3 separate regions of the Mus musculus genome follow, and all the other regions are linked to region 1. A link is a contact called in public Hi-C and promoter capture Hi-C data. All regions are on one chromosome and are shown on one strand. Each heading gives the region's core, a stretch centred on a gene start, on an enhancer-like site or on the middle of the called end of the contact. The rest is flanking DNA. Distances are from core to core; before and after follow the strand shown.

Region 1 (2,672 bases), core at 105-2,604:
CCCCACCATGCCCCGCGCGCACCGGCCGGGCCGACCGCGCCGGGCTAACACGGAGCATGCGCGCCGCGCGCCAGGCCCCGCCCCCCCGGGGCGCCCGAGCCGCAGCGGCGGGAACCTCAAAGCCCCGGCGCGAGCCGGCTGCTCCCCGCGGACTGCCCTCCCCCCTCGGGGGGAGGAAGAGACGCGGGGGTGGGGGGGAGGAGGGGGGTGGACGCACGGGGGGGAAGGAGGGACTGACAGCCCCCGCGTGGCCGCGCACACCCGGTCCCCCCCCTCCCCCGGCCCGGGACTGGCTCCCCGGAGTTCCCCCGCGCGGCGTGGGGGAGGGGCGGGGCGTGACCCCACGGCGCCCCTCCCCCCCAAAACCGCCAACCGCCCCCGCCCCACTCACGACGCGCTCCTTCGTGTGCTCGGGCTCCGTGATGATCGCGGCCGCGCCGGCCGCCTTGCCCGCCGTCGCCGGCCTGGCTGTGCGCTTGCCGCCGCCGGGGGCCCCGTCCAGCTCCGGGCCGTCCTCGTCGCCGCTGCTGCCGCCGCCGCTGCTGCTGCTGCAGCGCTCGGGCCGCTCGCGCTTCCTGCCCGCGGGGCCGCCGCGTCGCCGGGGCCCCGCGCGCGCCGTGCCGTTGCCCGAACTCGGCTCCTCCCAGGCCGCCCCCTTCTTCCTGGGCATGGTCGCCGGGCTGCGGGAGACACACGGGGCGCACAATGCACACGGGGCGGGCTGCGGGGCGGGGGAGGGGACGCGCGGCGCGGCGTGGGCCGCCCCACCTGCTGCTCCCTCGCCCCTCCCCACGCCGCGCGCCACGCGGGGACCCCCCCCTGTACCCCGGCCGGGCCCCAAGCACCTGCGAGCACGCGCGAAAAGAGGAACTTTCGTGGGGCCCCAGCCCGGCCCCCGCGGCCCGGCGCTCGCCCCGTCTGCTTTTTTTTTTTTTTTTTTTTTTTATTGATTTTGAACAATGGGATCTCTGTCTGTCTCCGATTAAACCACGTGGATCCGCCTTCCTTCCCCTTCTTATTCATTCCGTCCCCCAACCCCCCCTTCCCCAGCGTCTTTTTTTTTTTTTTTAACCTTTCTCGGGGGGGAAGGGGGAGGGAGAGGAGAAAAAAAAAGAGGAAAAAAAAAAAACTTTCCCAGACCCTGCAAACTGGTCCCAGACGGTTTCCAGCCCCTACCTGGTTGGAGTGATGAGAAACGAGGAGGGAAGCGACTGAAAGACGGGGTCGAAGGCTTCTTCTCTCCCCGGCCGGGACGAGGGCTCCAGCCCACTCACCAGATACACTTAAAATGTAAATACGAGCTTCCAGAACAAATGCTACAACACAAAACAGAAACACATGTGCGGCCGGGCGGCAAGCGAGCGCGCGCGCGGCGGGCGGCGAGGGGCCCCGGGTGCGCGCGCCCCCTACCGGCCGGAGGACCCCACCGCCCAGCCGGGCCGCCCACCCGAGCCTGCGTCCCGGACGCCCGGCGCCACGCCGCAGGCCCCGCTGGGCCCCGCCGCTTGCGCGCTCCGCACGCCCTTGCACGCAGCGCGGCCTGCGCGTCACAAGGCGTCTTCGGGGCTCGGGAGAGTGTCAGATTCTCTTGTTTTTTCCCCCTGAGCGTCTAGACAGGTCACCTGAGGACACTCGCTGGAAAATAGTTGCTTTGCTCACGCAGCAGCCAGCGAGGGACGTGCCCTAATTGAGTGATGGGAATGAAAAATGAACACAATTTGAGTAACTTTCTCCTGTGCAGACTCAGGGTAGATTTGATACGTCGTGGATGCGTCCAGAGTGTGCAGCCGGGTGCTGTTAGAATGATCAAGTTACATAAAGGTTTGGTGTAGTATGAAATTAGTAATTAGCTGGGGGACGTACTATGAAATTAGTAATTAGCATAGGTGGACTTGAAAGTACTTGTGATGGGAATTTTCTTCATTTTAAAAACGTATTTACCGCGCCTCAGTACAAGCAAGACTAGATGCAAAGGTGCTAGAAGCTTAGAATACAGACCTGGAGAACAAGATCTCTGCCCAGTTGGAAGGCGAAGTAAGAGGAAAGATTAAGAAATTACTGAAAGCATGGTACTTACCGGGTTCCAGGATCAAGGAAGGCGTTCCCTGGGAGAGCTGAGTTTTAAAATTGTAAAGAATCTGACCTGGCAGAAGTGGGAGAGGAAACCTTTCCCCTACCCCGTGGGACAGTGCAGGGTCTAGGAATCCGGGAAGAGAAGTGGCCAGAGGTGCTGGGGTCAAGGCTGAGGAGTCGACAGGGCCCCCCTCACAGGACCCGACAAGCCACGTGCACGATCGGCTTGGTTGGAACTAGGGGAAGGTTTGCATCTCAGTGTCACTTTCTCTTCTGACAAATGTTTTTCTTTGGGGTTTTGTTTCCGTCTCATGTAGCCCAGGCTGGCCTGAAACTGACCGTGTAGCCCAGGCTGACATTGAACCTGATCCTCCTACTTCTCTCTCTCTCTCTCGAGCGCCCGAGTTAACACTGAAAGTTTCTTTTTTGGCAACTTCCTTGGTTGACTAGAGAGAGTTTCTAGGGTCTTTGCAGTTCGTTCTTAATTACATCAAGAAGCGGGATGGGGGCGGGGGGAGGGTGCACAGGACCAAACGTTTGAAGGCAGGCGGAGAATCCTGGAGAACCAAATCTAAGTTATTTGATCAAAGTCACCAGCC
Region 2 (2,672 bases), core at 44-2,543, 2.7 Mb before region 1:
AAACTCTAAGAAGATGGAATTAAAAGGATCAGATAAGACTATGTCTTCAAAATAAAATGAAATGAAAATTTTAAAATGTGAAGTCAGATATGATGAGACTACATGTGAATTCTACCATATTCTGCATGTGACTCTGTCTCTAAAAAGAAAAATTAAAATAAGCCTTAAATATTGAATCATTAATTCAACATTCAGAGGGGTGAGGCAGTCTGAAGCCAACCTGAGCTAGACTAAGGCCCCATCTAAAAAAACAAAAACAAAAACAAAAAACAAAGAAAAAATTTAACTTGACACAAACCAAGGTATAATTCTAGATATTCCATTAACTTTCAGCTTGTAGTTCCAGCTTGGGGAGGCAGATGCAGAACTGCCAGGTAATTTAAAAGCACTCTTGGCTGATCTGCGTTCTAGGTGGGCCTGGGCAGCAAAGTAAGGTCATGCCTCAAATAAAATAAAATAATAAATGAAACCAGCAAATTAAGGTCGAAGATGATGGCAACCATCACTATTAGTAAACTCAATGCCTGCGATCTGTTCCTGGGAAGAGAAGAAATCAGAGTTCCTTTGGCATCTTGGGTCAAGTGGCCCTCAATCAAAACTGTGCCCTTCTGGAGGTGACTGACTTACCAGAAACAAGAACTGATGGCAGAACTCAGAATCCCAGCAGGCCCAGGCAGTCAGTCCAAGCTCGGACTCCAAGTGCTGGTGAGTGTCTTCCCGAGCTTCTCTAAAGCTTTTATAGCCATCTTCACTTCAAACTTCCGGCCTGAGGCGTTTTCATCCGTCTCGCACTTCCGGCCTGCAGCGTTTTCATCCGTATCTGTCTCGCACTTCCGGCCTGAAGTGTTTTAGCCGTATCCGGTCCCACACTTCCGGGTTCCGTTTTATACTTCCGGCCTGAAGCGGTTTTTATTTTTTTGTTTTTCGGCGGTTTGTTTTTTGTTTTTTGTTTTCTTTTTGGTCGCCCCTCCCCCGGCTCGGTCCGCGTATTCTGTCTCACATTTCCGGTTTGTAGTCCCGCCTGTCAACCACAAGCCGTCCTCTGATTGGATGACTGAGTTTCCGCCACGTCTGGGCGTTTTCTGTTTCTGTATTGATTGACAACATAGTCTCCGTGGAAAAGGAAAAAAAAAAAAGAAAGAAAGAAAAAAACAGCCGGGAAAACCGCGCACATCCGCGGAGAGGCAGATGCAGGCGGATCTCTGGGGAGGTAAAGCCAAATTCACGGAGATGAGGGAAAAAAATCCTGAAAGCCGCGGAAGCGGTTCACGCCCTTAATCCCAGAACTCCTGTGAGCGATTCAGGCGGATCCCTGTGACGTCCGGAGCAGCCTGCTCTACGTAGAGCTCCAATACAGCCAGGACTACATAGTGAAACTCTGACTCAAAAAATAATAATTTAAAAAAAAAAACTGAGATTCCGTGAAAGTCAAAAGCCGATGCGTTAATTCACTTCATTCAATTTGTTTTCTGTATTTGCTTTACTTATTTATTTTCTTGTTAATTCACTTGGTTCTGCATTTCTTTCATGAATGAAAAAATAATAAACTAAGGACATGGCTGCTTCTAAGTATGGTGGAGGAGGAGGTTTATTGTAGGGGAAAAGGGAAGCATAGGCAGACAGCTGGGGGAGTTCAGAGTGGACATAACCCCTGAGCCATAAGACCCGGGTGCTGTGGCCAAAAGGTAAAAAGGGGGCAGGTAACTAAAATGGCTGGGTTATATAGAGAAGGGCAACACAAGCTGGAGAATTTGGGGTAGAAGGTGGAGTGTGCCAGCCATACCCTGTAACAAGGGGTACTGGGAGAACGTGGCAGCCTGGTCCACATTGATATGTTAAATAGGCACCTCAGCCATTTATTTGAGACTTAGAGTTTCAGAGGTGGAATCTTGCTCAGTACCTAAGGTTGATTTGGAACTCCAACTCTTAGCCAGTCTCCAGTCTCCACCTTCCTCTGGGGTTGAGCCAAGAGGAAGTTGTGAGCCAACATACCTGGCGGAATTGTATTCATTTGTGGCCCACTTAGTTCTAAGTATGAGTCACTGGGGATAGGAGTTTTAATCTGTGCCTGACGAATAGACATTTCTTAAAGCTGATATTATTATTGGCAAAGTTACGAATATGTTCTGGATCAGGGCCTGAGCTGGATGCTCTCTACCAGTCATCTGCTGTGGCATCTTCTCAGAAGGCAGGAAGATGTTCCCATTAATACTGCAGTAAGTGGCCTGGGAAGAAAGCTCAGTTTATAGAACAGTTGCTGCCCAGTATTCTCAAAGGTGCACTGTCCAGCAAGCACTGCATGCACCAGACAGACACTGTGGGGCATACTTGTAATCTCAGAACTAAAAAGTTAAGAGTTAGGAGGATCAGTTCAAAGTCATTTTTCCCCAAGCTTCATTGCCGGCCCAGGCTATATAGACCCTTACTCTCAAACGATGAAGAAACTTGCCTTTGAGAACAAAGGTTTTCCACATTAGGTTTTCCAGAAGGTAGAAGATGCTTCAGAAAGTGTCAGCCAGCACACTGGCTAGAGAACATGCAATAGAGAGTGGGGGCTGTGGGGTGGGTGAAATGGCTCATAGGTAAGGAGACCTGCCACAGCACTAGACTATTGGGTTCAGTCACACACTTAAGTGCTGGAAGAAGAAAACTGACTCTTGGGCTTGCCCTCT
Region 3 (2,672 bases), core at 44-2,543, 2.4 Mb after region 1:
CTTTTTAGGAGAGTTATATTTCGCCTAGGACGCATCACTCCCTGATTGGCTGCAGCCCATGGCCGAGCTGACGTTCACGGGAAAGGCAGAGTACAAGTAGTCGTAAAATACCCTTGGCACATGCGCAGATTATTTGTTTACCACTTAGAACACAGGATGTCAGCGCCATCTTGTGACGGCGAATGTGGGGGCGGCTCCCAACACTACCTCTGGTGGGTAGTGGGTTAAAAGAGAGGTTAAAGCATTGAAGAACCATCATTTAAAATAGGCTTTGAAGGCTGGGCAGTGGTGGCACACGCCTTTAATCCCGCACTTGGGAGGCAGAGGCAGGTGGATTTCTGAGTTCGAGGCCAGCCTGGTCTACAGAGTGAGCTCCAGGAGAGCCAGGGCTATACAGAGAAACCCTGTCTCAACACCCCCCCCCCCCAAAAAAAATAGGCTTTGAAAAAAATTAAAAATTTCACTGGATGACCAGTATTTGGTATTATGTGATTTTACACACACACACACACACACACACACACAAAATTATGCTTAAGTCAGAGACAAGCAAAAAGATTATTCAGCCTGATGTGGTGGTATATACCTGTAATCCCCACACTCCAGAGGGCCATCCTAGTCTACAGGAAGAATTCCAAGCCAACCAGGGCTATGCAAGGCCTTGTCTCAAATAAAGTAAAATAAAATGAGTAAAAATAGTAACAGGGTTAATAACCTTATTATCAGCTAGCTATTCGTAACAAGCAGTTTAAGTCATAGGGATTTATTAAGCATCTGGGTGGCTTCTGGTTAAGTCTCCCAGTCAGTCTCAGACCTCAGCTCCTGCACCCACTGGTGCATAAATTATGGCCTTTGGTCAAGATTTCCCTCCAAGATCTAAGCCCCGGAACCTCCAACCTGTCTGTACAGGAGCATGAGAGCACTTGGGAGTGGGGGAGAAGAGCCAAGGTCTTCCCTCGATAGCCAGGGCAGTGTGAACTTCAACCTCAACTCTAATACCTGCAAGCAATCTGGAAACACCACAGTCGCTTATCTACAAAATTGGCACTCATATCATGGGGGGGACAGTCAAACTAGCTAACAGGTGTAAAGGGCCTGGATCGGTGACTGATAACAAATATTAGTTTCCTGGCTCAACGTCTCATCTTAACCAGGACCAGTGAAGTTGTTCACAACCCCTCGACCTGGGTTCAAAGTGCAAACCAGCTGCACCAAGGGATGCAGGGATGAGCGGGTAGCGCCCCCGCGTGCTGCGCAGGAGAACTGCCGGGGACCGCCCCCCGCGCTTGCGCACAGGCGCCGCCCCCGAAGTTTGTTGTTGTCCCAGACGTTTGTGGCGGTGGCAGCTGGCTCCGGTCACCGCGCCACCATGGCGGTGCGACAGGCACTGGGCCGAGGCCTGCAGCTGGGTCGGGCGCTGCTGCTGCGCTTCGCGCCCAAGCCCGGCCCGCTGTTCGGCTGGGGGAAGCCCGGCCCCGCGGCGGCCTGGGGCCGCGGAGAGCGCCCAGGCCAGGTCGTAAGCCCCGGAGCACAGCCTCGGCCGGTCGGGCTCCCCCTCCCGGACCGCTACCGCTTCTTCCGCCAGTCGGTAGCTGGGCTGGCGGCGCGGATCCAGAGGCAGTTCATGGTGCGGGCCCGGGGCGGCGCAGGCCCTTGCGGCCGAGCGGTCTTCCTGGCCTTCGGGCTGGGGCTGGGGCTGATCGAGGAGAAGCAGGCGGAAGGCCGGAGGGCCGCCTCGGCCTGTCAGGAGATCCAGGTGAGAGCGGCGGTGGGCGGGAGCGCCGGGAGCGGGCCGAACCGGGCCAGAGTGTAGCCCTGAGGCCAGCCGGGCCGGGGCGGGGCCTAGGCCAGGAGGAGGCGGGGTTAGGAGAGTGAGTGATCTGGGTGGGGCGGGGCCAAATTGGACAGCAAGGGCGGAGTTAGTTGGATAGTTGTTGGGGCAGCCTCAGAATCCTAGTGGTGTAGGGGCGGGTCGTGAACCAGGGCGTGGTAGGAGCCTGGGCATTGGGAAGGGCAGGTCTCTGAGCCGTGATTGGGCAATTTAAGGGGGTGGGGTACTCGTGGACCAGACTGAGTGGCTGGTGGCATCTTAGTTATGTGTCTAAGAGCATGAGGACATGCCTAGACCTTGGGGGGGGGGGTAGGTAGATCAGGGGATAAGGCAAAGATTAAAATCTATCTATGACTTGGACTATACATTTCTTGGAATTGATCTGTTAATTAAGGCTGACCTATTTCCCATTACTGATGGCCTGATATGCCGACACTTTGCAAACAGTATGGTTTAAAAGCTGCTGATTATTGGTCTCTGTTGCACTGTAACAAATGGCTTTGAGTAAATTTCTTTTCTTTTGGGATGCATAAAAGGGGGACAGAGCCTTGATTTGTATATGTAGCCCAGGTTTGTCTTGAACTTTTTTTTTTTTTAGTTTTTCAAGACAGGGTTTCTCTGTGTAGCCCTGGCTGTCCTGGAACTCACTTTGTAGACCAGGCTGGCCTCGAACTCAGAAATCCACCTGCCTCTGCCTCCCAAGTGCTGGGATTAAAGGTGTGCACCACCACAGCCCGGCTGGATGATAACATTTGGAATGTAAATAAATAAAATATCCAATTGAAAAAAAAAAGTCACTCAGGAGGCAGAGGCAGGCGGATTTCTGAGTTCGAGGCCAGCC

What was found. Promoter capture Hi-C pulls out the DNA fragments that hold promoters and counts their contacts. A called contact is a pair of places that touch in the nucleus more often than the background predicts.
Region 2: a contact with region 1 is called in a promoter capture Hi-C map of pre-B cells, with 4 times the contacts expected there. The contact joins the promoter of Pramel12 here to the promoter of Rcc2 in region 1.
Region 3: a contact with region 1 is called in a Hi-C map of CD4 T cells, with 10 times the contacts expected there. The contact joins the promoter of Pink1 here to the promoter of Rcc2 in region 1. A contact is called at or near these places in 1 of 39 promoter capture datasets (liver), 1 of 484 Hi-C or Micro-C datasets (CD4 T cells) and 1 of 115 datasets of contacts at active chromatin or transcription factors (embryonic forebrain).

The regions. Positions count from the first base shown.
Region 1 is chr4:140,700,155-140,702,826 of GRCm38.p6, reverse strand. Rcc2 (regulator of chromosome condensation 2) reads right to left here and starts at 1,354. Exons shown (of 13, transcript NM_173867.5): 1 at 1,177-1,354; 2 at 392-680. The coding sequence starts at 670.
Region 2 is chr4:143,411,047-143,413,718 of GRCm38.p6, reverse strand. It overlaps Pramel12 (PRAME like 12), which reads right to left and starts at 1,293. Exons shown (of 5, transcript NM_172877.3): 1 at 628-1,293.
Region 3 is chr4:138,324,917-138,327,588 of GRCm38.p6, reverse strand. Pink1 (PTEN induced putative kinase 1) reads left to right here and starts at 1,293. Exons shown (of 8, transcript NM_026880.2): 1 at 1,293-1,756. The coding sequence starts at 1,370.